Linked DNA regions of Mus musculus: all the other regions are linked to region 2. Evidence: chromatin contacts called from public HiCAR-type and HiChIP or PLAC-seq data. All regions are on one chromosome and are shown on one strand. Each heading gives the region's core, a stretch centred on a gene start, on an enhancer-like site or on the middle of the called end of the contact. The rest is flanking DNA. Distances are from core to core; before and after follow the strand shown.

The links. HiCAR-type assays count read pairs that join an accessible place to other places. HiChIP or PLAC-seq counts read pairs in DNA pulled down with a chosen protein or histone mark.
Region 1: a HiCAR-type map of astrocytes shows a contact between it and region 2, with 4 times the contacts expected there. The contact joins two enhancer-like sites. A contact is called at or near these places in 4 of 484 Hi-C or Micro-C datasets (cerebellum, neural progenitor cells, neural stem cells and 1 more) and 4 of 115 datasets of contacts at active chromatin or transcription factors (astrocytes, neural progenitor cells, oligodendrocyte precursor cells and 1 more).
Region 3: a contact with region 2 is called in an H3K27ac HiChIP or PLAC-seq map of oligodendrocyte precursor cells, with 4 times the contacts expected there. The contact joins two enhancer-like sites. A contact is called at or near these places in 1 of 484 Hi-C or Micro-C datasets (stem cell-derived neural stem cells) and 2 of 115 datasets of contacts at active chromatin or transcription factors (oligodendrocyte precursor cells and stem cell-derived neural progenitor cells).

What each region holds. Positions count from the first base shown.
Region 1 is chr13:25,931,565-25,936,030 of GRCm38.p6, reverse strand. The region is part of intron 1 of Gm11351 (predicted gene 11351); the gene reads left to right. Among named protein-coding and RNA genes, the nearest start is that of Gm11351, 33 kb to the left of the region's middle. Within about 2 kb of position 3,025, at least 52 of the 459 cell types and tissues checked have an H3K27ac peak or open chromatin away from gene starts, as enhancers often do. A contact at or near this core is called in astrocytes, cerebellum, neural progenitor cells and 2 more, where this site is marked.
Region 2 is chr13:26,573,981-26,578,326 of GRCm38.p6, reverse strand. No RefSeq gene overlaps it. Among named protein-coding and RNA genes, the nearest start is that of Hdgfl1, 190 kb to the left of the region's middle. Within about 2 kb of position 2,261, at least 34 of the 459 cell types and tissues checked have an H3K27ac peak or open chromatin away from gene starts, as enhancers often do. A contact at or near this core is called in astrocytes, cerebellum, neural progenitor cells and 3 more, where this site is marked.
Region 3 is chr13:25,736,121-25,740,573 of GRCm38.p6, reverse strand. No RefSeq gene overlaps it. Among named protein-coding and RNA genes, the nearest start is that of Gm11351, 230 kb to the left of the region's middle. Within about 2 kb of position 1,778, at least 26 of the 459 cell types and tissues checked have an H3K27ac peak or open chromatin away from gene starts, as enhancers often do. A contact at or near this core is called in oligodendrocyte precursor cells and stem cell-derived neural stem cells, where this site is marked.

The DNA.
Region 1 (4,466 bases), core at 1,776-4,275, 640 kb after region 2:
ATGCCACCTTTGCATGTTACCCAAAGTCATAAACTTATGTGTTAGTAGTGAAAGGACATGAACCATGTGTAAGTAACCACACCAGACTAAACAGTTGGAACTCGGGTGCAAGGACGTCAAGAAAATTAATGAAAAAGAACAGGAATGGTCATTTGTGTAAAACCTAATCACCCTTTGTTGACTGCTCGCTAGACTGGCCCAGAGAACTTGCTGTGTACGTGGAACTCCACATGCAATGGCGTAGCTAAGGAAGCACTGATTCATTAGTGAATCTTGAATTGTAGTAACATCCGGTAAAGTACACTCTGTAGGCCCAGCTGTTATATTAATTGAAACAGATCTATCAGATGGGGAAGCTAAGTCTTTATAGGCAACTGAACCAATGCCATGGGTTACAGCCAAGGGTGGAGTACATCGTGGAGTCAGACCTAAGATTTTAGGATGCTTCCTTTCAAAAATCCAGGCCTTAACTCTAAATCATGATTGTATGACTGTCTCAGATGTAAAATATAAGGCAAAAAATAGTTTTTTAAAAAAAATAGTTACCATTCCTATTTTTATTGGAATGTGAAGAATTGATCTTTTTCTTCATTGCAAAGATATTTGCACAATGCCATTTCATCAGAGACACCCTGAGATACTGGCTGAGGGCTTTCTCAACTCCCATCAGCTTTGGTGATAACATTATGACATTTTCCCTTGACAGATGTTTCTTTGTCACAATGTCACAGAGATACCTCTTTCAAGAGTTTTTGTTTCATTCATTTGAAGAATTTCTGTGCCACTCACTAATTTCTGGTGTGATATGTGGAGACTAATTGAAGAAATTGTTGTGTCAAAATTTTAATTAAAGCCAATTAATATAGAATAGTTCATTGTGGATGCATTCAAGGCAACACAATTTTCAATAATCAATGAGCGAAAATCACAAAATCTCTAAGTGAAAACTGAAAAGTACAGGACTCTGCCTCTGGGAGCAATTATAGTAGCAGAATAATTAATTGTAGCGCTTTTGTTTTGTTATGATTTATAATGTCTGAAGCTAGGTAGTAATACAAGCCTTGAGATAGGATGGGACCATTGCAGCCTTTCCTCTTTAGACAATACTACAGGAGAATTGAGGGAGAAAGCTATTTAGAATTGCTGGTGCATGCTGAGCCTAGAAATCCATCTACTTTGTATAATACTTACTTGAATATTTACCTAAGCAAGCAGCTCACATTTTCTGGAATGTACTTCTTACTTCCTGCATTAGAGCGGCCAAATCTTCCCTATGTCCTTTCACATTGCATTACCCATTAAATACTAGAAATTGGCACCTCAATAGTATGCCCCATGATTGTTCGGTAAAACTGGTCCATATTCTCTATATGATAAAGTTATACATATCATTTCAAAGATTGTCCTTCAATTCAATATATGATATTATACCAAATCCCATGCCTTTAAGTTGTCATCTATATTGGTTCCTGTCTGCTGTAGGTAAGTATAATATCATATATTGAATTGATTTCCCATTTGTGTTCTTGAATGAATGATCTAAAAGTCTGGTCTTTGCTTCACAGTGCTACCGCTGAGTTTTCTTTTCTGAGCCCTAGAAGGTCTGGAAGCATCAATGACACAGGATAAGGCAAGTGAGGTACATTTGTTACATGGAAAGGCTAGTTGTAATGTTTCTCAGAGTAGAATGATGCAGAGGCTCGAGGAAGACAGAAGGTGGCCATAGCAACACTCCTGCCCATGCCCTCCTTCTGATCAAAGTTAATGAGTTGTAATCAAGTCAGATAAGTGAGTAGCTAACTAATTTAAAAGGAATAAAAAGAAAAAAAAAGGTTTCACAGTTCTTTCCAAGTAGGAAAATACATCTACTTAAAGCACTGCAATATGTCCAAGAAACTGTCAGCACCGATTATTAGGCCAGCTTCTCAAGACTTGACCCTTTGTCTGGGAGTCCACAGATGACCTTGAGCTCCCTGGAAAGGCAGTATCTATAAATAATGCATTAATCATTTTCACATGTGGGCCAAGTAAAAAATTCATATCTGCCCGTGGCTTTGAGTTGTTCTTTAGGATGCTGCTTAGGTTTTCTCTGTGGCAACCTTTAAGAGATGATTGCAGAATTTGCTGGAAATGGGAGCATAGTGTGGGCCTGTGCATTCCAACAGGAAGCTGGAGCTGTGCTTAGGAGTAGGGAAAGGCCGTGGCTGCAACATTCAATTTAAGAGTGACACATTTGTTTCAGTATATGCATTTTGTGTTTTTACTGCTTTGGTAACAGCATGAATTATCACCAGTAAGAGTGGAGCCTTCTTTTGCAAGTAGACCTCAGATAGGACATTCTAGAGGCCTGAGAACATTTCACGGACACAGAATCTGTCTCTTTCTAGCTCACCAATACAGATTTAAATTTTACACAAACAGTCCAAAGGGGCCTACTCATGTCAGGAGACTTTCGTTTGGTTTATAGTTCTGTTTCCAGTATCTTACTTACTGTTAATGAGCAATACTTAATGCGGCTCTGAGCATGCATCTGACTGTTGAATGTCTAGGAAATCCAGATTAATGTTGTATAAAGCACAGAGTCAATCTGCTAGCAAAGCACGGGATTTGAGAAAAAAAAAACTGGCCTGGCTGGATTCCTCCTGCCTCCTACTCCCTCCAAAATCTCCAAAATACATTTTTATCATCTCATTTAAGCTTAGACCTTGGGCCTCAACAAGCCTCTTTTGGTAATTAAACTATGCCTGAAAAAGAATAACAAACAAAGAAATGAATCAGAGACCTTCCTCTACCACCAAGAAAAACCCACCATGCCTGAAGTTTTCAATATTGTTTAAAATATTTATTTCCTGATCATTTTAATTGTATATCAGCTTTTCTGAATGAGCCTTGTACAAAATAAAGGGATTTTATTTGCATCTTTTATTCTCTATTGCTATGGACAAGAAAAGATTATGCCAGAAGAGAAAGGGGGAGGGGAAGACAAAAAGGGACTCTGAAACTGGGCTATTACTGCCATCTAGTGTGCAGACTGGCTGTCCAGAGGGGATGAGAGTGTCTTTGAGACAATACAATTCGAGTTTGCAGAGGATAGAGTCAGGGATGAGAGCACTTCCTCCAAGAAATACTCTCCAAGCTAGTGTCTTTCACCATGTAATGAACTCTTTTGCCATAGAGCTTTGAGTATATGGCTGAACAATATGAAGCACCCTATTTCTTCCAGCAAAAACTGGAAGAACCCCAGCCAGGTCTAAAGGCATGTTATTTCTGAGAATTTGTGTACTAGCTGCAGATGTTGGTAAGCAGGGGTAATGATTTATGCAGATGCCTGTAACCTTTGAATTGGGTCCAGATAGCCAAGTGTCCTCTGCCTTCTGCAAGGAAGGCCTTCTTTCCAAGAGCAGGGCAGGCAGTTTTGATGACTTCTTAGTCCTTTTCAAGTCTGTGGTTCTAAGTGATGCAAATAGTATTTGCTGCTCATGAGCCTACTTTCTCTGTTGCTGATAGAAATTCCACTAGGCTGAGACTCACTGTGTGAGAGTCTAAACATTAAACCTCTTCACAGGACCAGAGGCAGGGTGGCATCTCACAGGTGTTTCATATATTCCCTCCTTCGTGTGGTGCGATTATACAAAATCCACAGGGATTCTCTCACTTCAAAGTCCCTGCCAGTTCTGGCATGGATTCATTCTGGTACCGGCTAAAGACACTGCAGCTGAAATCAAATCAAGCTCGACTTCTTTAATTCACCTCAGAGCAATGCTATATCCACTGACTGCAATTCTCACTAACCCTAATACCTCACACCTTCCCATCCAGCAGGGGTTTGTTACCTTAAAAGCAAACAACTTCAGTGCTCTGGCTATATTCATAAACGATGGCTTCAAAACTCAAAAGGCAGAGACCTGCTGAGATAATGAAAGCTAATTTAGAGACTCATAAGCACAAAAAAAAAAATCTAAGCTCAGAGGAATTTTAAGTCATTACCTGTGTCAGCATAACCTAGAACTGCTGGCTTTTTTTTTTTTCCCTGTTTTCAATGTAGCCTGTAGCTTCAGGTATCTAGAATGAAAAATTAGCTCTGTCTGTCTCACAAAGGTACCATTATAGGACAAATGTGCCACTTACTATATCCATGGTGGAAAAGAAAGTGATGACATCACAGTAAGAAGGGCAGGAGCTCCAACATTTTAGGGAACCTGTAGATGGAAAAGTATACATGACAGCCAAGGACATGGCTTAGTGGCCAAAGTGCCTACCATAAAAAGCAGGTATGGAAAGCAGAGTTGGATCCTCAAACACACTTGAAAGGCAGGCAGGCAGGATGACACTTAGATTCCCAGCAATCTGGGGGGTTGGAGGGGAGGTGGAGTCAGAGTGCTAGAGACCATCTAGGTAACCAAGCAGCACAATCTGTAAGCTCTGGGCTCAACAAGAGACCCACTCAGTGAATGCAAAGGAGAGTG
Region 2 (4,346 bases), core at 1,012-3,511:
ATCTTGCAACTTGTTATGTAGAATAAGTTAGCCTCAAACTTCTGAAGTCTCATCTGCCTCTTTGTTCCAGTGAATGAATTAAAGACCTACAATACTTTGTCTTCTTTGACCCAGTATAGTTTTCCTTATTTTGATTCATCCAAAGACTTATAATATTAATCACAGAACAATATATAAGTATGATAAGTGAAGGTTACAGAGTGACTAGGAGGAGCCTGTGAGAACTGAAGGTCCCTTTTGGAATTGGTGGAAGTAAATGATGTTTTCAAGAAGAATCATAACATGATGTGTATGAATCAACTTAAAACAATAGAAATAATTCTGATTTTACTTTTTTATTTTTGCTATATCTTACAAAACTATTTAATTTTAAATTTACATCATACTTTACTGTATATATAGCAATATGTCTTACATGTCGGCAGAATAATGGAATGTTTTGATGTAGGTTTAAACAGAAGAAAAGGGGATTTCAGATTTTAACATCCTCAAAGCCCAGAAGATTTTAAAGAAGTCATTTTTTTCTAAGCGGATCACTGTGACATGTGTTTAGAGTGGCTAGTTATACCTAATTCCTACTGACAATGGCAATGGAATTAAAAGGCAACCCTGACTTTTAAAAATGCTGCCTCAAAGAAACAACACATGCTAGAATCTTTGGGAAAGCAAACACGTTCTTGCTACTTCATTACACAGAAAGTAGAATTCTCATATTCATCATGGAAGACAGAAACTTTGGAAAAGATGTTAGCAGCATATCCTGCTCTATAACTCATGCATTTGCTTTCACGTGTGAATTCTAGCCTAGAGTGTATTTTTATATATGGATTATCAGGTGTAAATATAGATATAGTCTAGAACTTGGAAAGGAGACAAGGGAGGATAGTATTAGTTCATGGGGCAGGATAGAATCTAGGCAATAATTCTGGAATCCAAGTAACATGTTGCGCATAGATATGTGGGGTGATGTCATTCTCAAAGAGGCTTACGACTCTGTTTGTGAGCACAGCAGCTTTAGTTTTTGTGTTCTACTTAACAGTAGGTCATTGGGCTTTGGGCAGGATACACCACTAGCTTCTATTGAAAACATCTCAAACAGTAATGCTAAGGCTGAAAGTACATTAACAACATATATGTGACCTGACCTAATCTTTTGATATAAGTTGATCTTTAATGATTAAGAAATTACCAGAAAGGAACAAAATTAACTCTATTGATGGGCGATGACTTACAGCATTTTGTTTTCTAATGCTAAGTCTTAATGCTACACTGATAAGAACTGTAAAGACAGGCATGATGGTCAGCTGGGGCTCTGCCTTGTTCCAAGTTAACATATGTTGCTTTTAGAGCCTGTACAGACACTGTTTTATTTGGCCTCTTATCTCAGGATGGTTGACAGTGGAGGGGTTCTAAAATATACTGGAAACTGACTCACTCCTGACACACCTGCTATAACTTGAGTTCTGATCCACAGCAAAGAATTGGTGTTTGTTTTGTTCATTTTTTTTTTTTTGAGATACCCTTAAAGAGCAAACTCTTAAAAGGAAAGACAATCCCATTTCCAACACGTGTCTTTGGCCTAATGGGCTTTCAAATATAAAGTAAAATTCTGTTAACATGGACAGATATGGATCTTTTACCTGTTACCCATTTTCTTCTTATGTTACATTAAAGAGGAAGGAAAATATTGGAGAGAAGAGAAAGAAGAAAGGAAGGAAGAGAGAACACTTCAGGAGTTCCCTTCCAGAAGTTACCCAAGTACACTTATAAAAGCAAAATGCATGTTCAGATCAACTTGAATTTGCATAAATTAGCATGCTGCCCTTTGTCAATTTGGTAGTTCTGTTGCTCCCTCTGCCAGGAATGCACTAAGTGCTGGAAAAATGACAGAAATGACTCCAGCCTTACAAAGCAATGGTTCAAACCAACAAAGAGCCCCTACCCTGAATGTTTAACACTCAAAAAACGAGCACCACTAAGTGGCATCCAGTTTCTATTATCCATACAGCTGTCTTGATGTTTCCTTCTGCATCGAACAGTTATAAATTGGCTAAATGTCCCAGGCTTTGGACTATATAGTAGAAGATAGGTCAAAGCATGAAAGAGGGTAGTCAGATTCAGAGAGAAAAGCAAAGAAAAAGCCTCAACAGAGCTGTCATTATTTTCTCTTGCCAACTGGCTTTCAGAAACCTCTGACATCCTTGGTCAGATGCTGAGCATGTGATGTGGCATCACCATGGCTGGCACCCTTCACAGAGTGGGCCTCTACTGTGCAGGTGCTCCTGTTCCCAAGGGTCTTCCAAGAAGCAAGCTCCTCTCTAAAGGGATTGCACACAGTTGCCTCTTAGTTTAAATGGGACACTTATGGAAACACAGGATGCCTTGTTGCTAAACTTAGTAGCTCCTGTTGCTGCCTGTACCCTGATTTGCAAATGAGAGAAGCAGATGCAAGTGATACAGGCTTCCTAGTTCTTGTCTTACTGCTTATTTAAACTAGTGCCCACAATGATATATGAGATGAGGTGACAAGACAGAACAATGACATCCCAAATGTCTGGATCATAGTTATAACGGCTATGTATTATCTAGCAGTTGGTGTTGAAGCTCATCCACCCCAAGACAAACTCAGTAATGACCAGTCACACCCACAAACAGTAAGGAATCTAGTATTTACAAGCTGGTTTCACTGAGACCAACTGCTTTGACTGTTCTTAAGTCAGACCCTTTCATCGAAGTGTATCAACTTGTTTCCTTACCAATCATTCATCTTCTTGAAATTGGAATCATTTTCTTAGAGAAACCTAAGAATCAAATGAGATAAAATGTGCTTAAGATCTTTACAAGTAAAGTGACCGTTCGTGATCTTCTCGGTGGCCACAGATTTGGCTTTCTTTGGATAAACTATAAATCATATTCTTTCAACTCCTTCAGACTTCATCCTGTTGACATACAGTCAGAATTACAGAGTGAGAGTCTAGAATCCTGCTCTAGGATCCATTCTACCTTGTGGTTTGAGTAGAGACACTGCATCCAGTAACTCTCAGTCCCCATTTTATTTTAGCCATTTTGGTTTTCTTTCTACATTTTTAAAACATTGTCATGGATCCTGTTTTGATAAGAGGGTAGATCTGAGGAGTCTGTGTCTCCCCTTTGGTGCCTATTATAGTTGTGTGTGCTTTAAAATTTTACTAAATATGAGAAACATTTTAAAAATTGAAAGTAAAATGTGACCTGCCCCAGGCTTCTACTAGCACAAGGACCCTCATTAATATTCTAATTGAGTGTCTTGAGCTTTAAATAGCATTTGGTCTTCGAGCTCTTGCCTGAGAATCTATAATGCATGTGTCTTACAGCCTGGATATGACTGGAATCCTTTCTATTTATACCTTCCTGTTCCTAGCAAACCACTTCCCATGATTCATTTTTATTGGCAATCAAACAAGCGCTGTACTAATGGCATGTAGAATTTAATCAATTAATGGAGTTCAATAGGCCATTTCCACTTGCAATATTTAGAGAGGTTAATTTTGCAAACACTCGACTACTCTAGAAGACTCCATAGCAACTTAACTTCCAGTATATCCTTATGCTCACTGGATTGAACAAGGAAAAACTGAGAAAGATGGAGTCTTTGTTCCACACAATATTCTTGGACACACTGCTAATTCTCTACTGACTTAGAATCTTTATCTTAGATTTATAGTCCCAGGAAGTTTTCAAAAAATGTGTTGCTGTCAGCAATGTTAATATTGTGACAGTATTTATCACATATGCCTTCTCCTTTTGTTTTTAAACTGTCCACTCTCCCTCTTAGATCCCTGAGAAGAAATTACTTATGACAAAATTATCCAAAGATAAAATGATATTAATCCAACTATAAATGTAACAAAAAGGCAATTGAGGAAAGGAAGTCTTTCTCTAGTATTTCTGTCTGCTTTGTCTGTCCTTTGAGCTGTGTGTGTGTGTGTGTGTGTGTGTGTGTGTGTAACCATTTACATAACCATTTGAGAGATTAGGAGAGATAATATTCAATCAGTTTTCAGAGGTTTCTCACTTTGGCATTTGGATTGCTGATTAACTTGCCCTGATGAATTTACTTGCCACCTCTGTTTTGGGGGGTGATTTATATAAATAGAGGAATAGTCACATCAACATTGTTAACAAAGGAGACCTTAATTGAGTATAAATTACTCATTCATAGCAAAAGTCAGCTACATGGCTCCCTTTACCATTCTACATTTGTAGCATTAGTTCAATTTAATATATTTCATTTCCACTGGATACAAAACTTTCCCATGCCACAAAAACACCTGGAAGGTTTGATAACTTGGGCCAATTCCTCAAGT
Region 3 (4,453 bases), core at 529-3,028, 840 kb after region 2:
ATTGGAAATACATAATTCTGGGTAAAATAATGACTAGCAGGAGTAAAGACTAAGCCATCTCTATTGAATAGTGTGAGCTATGCCTTTAAATGTGGAGTCATGACACACAAAGGGGTTTCCATAGGCTACCTTGCTGTTTTCTCTGTTAAGAGAACAACTCTGCACTGAGCCTTCTCAGTTTATTTTTCCATTTCTTCTCTCCAGAACATTCTTCCACTTGTTTATTCCTGTGTACTTTGAGACCTACATCACATGCCTTCTTCTTGGTACACTGTATATTAGTGTACCTTCAGGATAGGTACTGTATCAGGCTGGATCAGATTGATGATATCATTGAAAGAGATTCCATGGGCTAATCTAATGCACAAAGCAGCTGCTTTCTGTGAAGAAAGAACAAAGGAGTGAATACATAAAGGTTTGGAGAGAAGTAAAAGAAGACTAAGGATCTAACTTCCAATGAACAATGATAAATAGTAAGGCTCTGGTGCTGAAGATATCATGTACTTTGTTTATAAGACACAAGAGTCCAGTGATAACTGAGTTATATCTCTCCCCTCTTTTCTACTGATTCAGTGAATATACTATGTAGGCTGCCAAGAAAGAAAGTTTATTAATGCTCTCATCCAGCTATACAGCATGATTGATCCAGTAGTGACCTGCCAGGGCAATATGCTCACAGACGCAAGAGGGGCATGACTATATTGGGGAACACCAAGAACTTTGTGGTTGGATTGGATGCCCACTCCACAGCAGGGAATATGCATCTGGTATTAATATTAACTTGTTGAAAAGACTGTAGCTTGGAGGTACTGGGCCCAAGTGGTAACATACAGCCGTTGTTTCCCTACATGGTCAGGTTGTTGAGCTTCCTTCTAAGTTTTTTGTTCATACCTGTACATTAGTAGTGCTCTCAGAATGGAGCAGAGAAGTGTCTTTTGGCAGAAGGCACAGGTAATGCAGAGCCTTATATCTGGGTCAAAGTGTTGAGAATAAATGTGTCTTGAGTGTTCTGCTCTACACAAGAAATCTATACTCTCCCCACAAAACGATTGCAGAACAATGTGGACAAGGAAACAAAGAGAATATAAGAGGTAAAGGCTGGGCAGGAGTGCCATGAAATGCTATTTAGATACAATACAGAATAGACTTTGCACTCATGAAAAACAGAAGCAAAACAAGACCGGACCCTTCAACACTTCATCATGAATAAAGAAAGTGACATGAGGCTCCATCTCTTCCTGAAGAGCCACTAACTGTTTATAGTTACTGTGAGAAGGAATGGCATTCTTTCCAGTGCTATAGCCACTGTGAGACTACATGGAAATAAGAAGTTCAAAGATAAAGCCAGGGAATAATCAATAGAGGGTAAGAGAGAGGAGAATTTCATATATATTTCTTCTCTCATATATATTATATATACAAATATATATATATATATATATATGTGTGTGTGTGTGTGTGTGTGTGTGTGTGTGTGTGTGTGCTATAAATAGTTTCATAAACTATTTATAACATATAAAACAAAAACTAAACAAAAACAAGAAAAATGACCAACAACCAAGAATGAAGGAAATGTAATTTAAAACTATATCCTTAGTCAACTGTGCTGGGTTTTGGCATTCCAGGGGAACTCTCATGTATCTGTGAGGGGCTGGGGTTCAAGGAGCAATCATATTTAAGACAATTGGCATTCAGCCCTGGCGAGGAGCTCAGACAGAAGGCCCACTGTTGAGCCAGCCAGCCATCGAACCTTGTGCTGAGCATGATCTGGATTAAGAGTGTGCATGGTTGCTTGTCACAAATGTTTTATTGTGTGTCTGGGCAAGTCATTCTCACTTGTTAAGGAACAGGCAGGGTTTTGTTCCCCATGGGCTTAAAATAAACCAGAAATTCAGAGAGGTTCAAGGTGGGAGGGAGCAGGCAGAGTGGTCCTGCTGAGAGTTTATTTTTGTTTGCCTGGCTCCTTAGCTTTTAGAATTAGCAACTTCCCGGAGAGTTTTTAGTTTAAGGTCTTCATCAGCTCAGTCTTACAGAGCCATTTATATTGATAATTTAAAAAGTAAATTTACATGAGAAACTGACTTGTTATTTTGCGGTACTTGTCATCTTGTTAAACTGAATTGCCTAAACCAACACATTTTGATTCAGATCATCATACAATGGGCTGAATGAAGACAGTTGAATTGGTGAGAGAGAAAAATCTCTCACCTATAGTTATTTTTCATTTTTTTTCTTTTTGTCCATCCTTCATTCAGAAAATGTTAGAATTTCACAGATGCAATTATTTTGAAAAATTACTGTCTCAATGAAAGCTATATGGAATAATGATGGGTCATGTGTTTCTTCCCCAACTGTCCATTTCCCTTCTTCCCTTCCCATCATCACTATCTACCACCTACTCTAAGGATGATCTGATGGAAAAACCCTTCACATAGTCAGGAATGCTAGGTTCTGGCCCTGGCTGTGGCTTTCCTCAGCTGCTGTGTATATTTGTACAAATTACTTCTTCTCTTTGAATGGCAAACTCCTTATCGAATCTTTAAGAGTAAGCGCCTTCTTATGACAAGGGTATTGTTGTCACTCAAAGTGATAACCCTTGAGACCACTTTTGGATACTTGTAAGGCCTTTATATAGCTGTAAAGGTAGCTGACAAGATACAGTGAACAGATCACAGGCACATGCGAGCATATGCACACACACACACACACACACACACACACACTCACACACACTGACCCTGCTCTCTGCCTCTGGGCATAGTAAAACAACATCTGGGAGACAACACAGGAATGTTTAAAATTCCCCATGGCTTTTAGGACAATCATAGTATCCAAGGCCTAGTTTAAGCTAGAAAGACAACAGAAGGCTGTGGAAGAGGAGAGTTGACTTCATTGGATTTACTTAACTATGAGCAGGTGTCTGCCAGTGAGGATATAGATGTTAGCAAAGGGGTAGAGAAGGTGAGGAGAGCTGCTAGTACTTTCTGTGCTCTGGATCACCTACTAGTATAGTATATAAGAGGCGCGTGCATGCCCAGAACTGTAATAGACTGTGTTTCTATGAGCTACAGAAGGACAGAGGGACTGAACTAAGAGAGATACTCATTCGTCCCAAGCCACTAGGCTTGACTAGGTTTCCAGGAATCACCATCACCAACAGCCAATGACAGTGATCAAAACATGAGGTCAGTGTTAACTGCCAAGCTCCAGATGGAAACACAAAGCCCAAACATAACAAAAGGGTCACACACACACTTGATGTTAGAAGGAGCTATAATGACTGGGGGAGGAGGAACTTAGAGCAGAAAGCAAAGGCAGAAATCTAGCTTAGAGCTTTCTACTGAGGAACAGAAGCTCCTGCTTTGAAATTAGCAGAAAAAGGAAAAAACTATCTTAAAATCTACTATCTATCTATCTATCCATCTATCTATCTATCTATCTATCTATCTATCTATCTATCTATCTATCTATCTATCTGTCTGTCAATGCATTCATCTATCCATCCTCTGTGTGTGTGTGTGTGTGTGTGTGTGTGTGTGTGTGTGTATGTTTGCATGTATGTCTGTGTGAGTGAAGGTGCATATGTGTCACATCACATGCAGGCATCAGAGTACAACTTCAGGTGTCTCTTATCACTTCCCACTTGGAGACATGGGCTCTTGCTGTTTCCTGCTGTGTTTATCAAGATGGTTTGTCAAGAACCACCAACTTTCAAGAATTCTGTCTCCACCTCTCACTGGGATTAAAATCTTTTACCAGTGTATCCAGGCTTTTGTGGGTCCTGAAGACTATGAACATGTGTCCTCATGTGAGCATCACAAGTATTTTAGCCCCTAGGACACCTCTCCAACCAGCATTCCTTCCTTATATACCATGTTCAACATTTTTACATTGGTTTTAGGCATTGAGCTCAGATCTTTGTGCTCACAGAGTAAAGGCAAATGCTGTACTGAGTGAAAACTAGGACATTTAATAATGATTTCAGTGAATGCATTCTGTTTACAAAATCAGTTGTTTGGGGATTACAAGCAGTCAGTGTGTGTGCCTACAAGTGAGACAAAGTGTCCGCATAGGAAGCACATATAATATTGCATCTACCCATCTCTCCCTTAAATATAGACTTTTTTGTTTTGAAGAGATATTGCTTAATTTATTGATTTAATTTAGAAGCATAGTCTCATAATGTAGGCTAGGCTGAACATAAACTTTGTAACAAGTCTTTTGACTCAGTTTTCAGCTTGCTGAAATCACAGCAACATACTACCATTCATAGCTCTTAAATACATTTTAATATGACAAGTTAGACAGTAAGAAATTGTTTTGTGATTATGTTTTTTATGATCTTGGTTCAGCCCATTGGTTGCATGAATCATATAAGTTCATTGGTTGTATGTATTACGTGAGTTCAATTCCTAGGACCCTGTAGAAACATTGTGTGTGGTACACGTGTTAC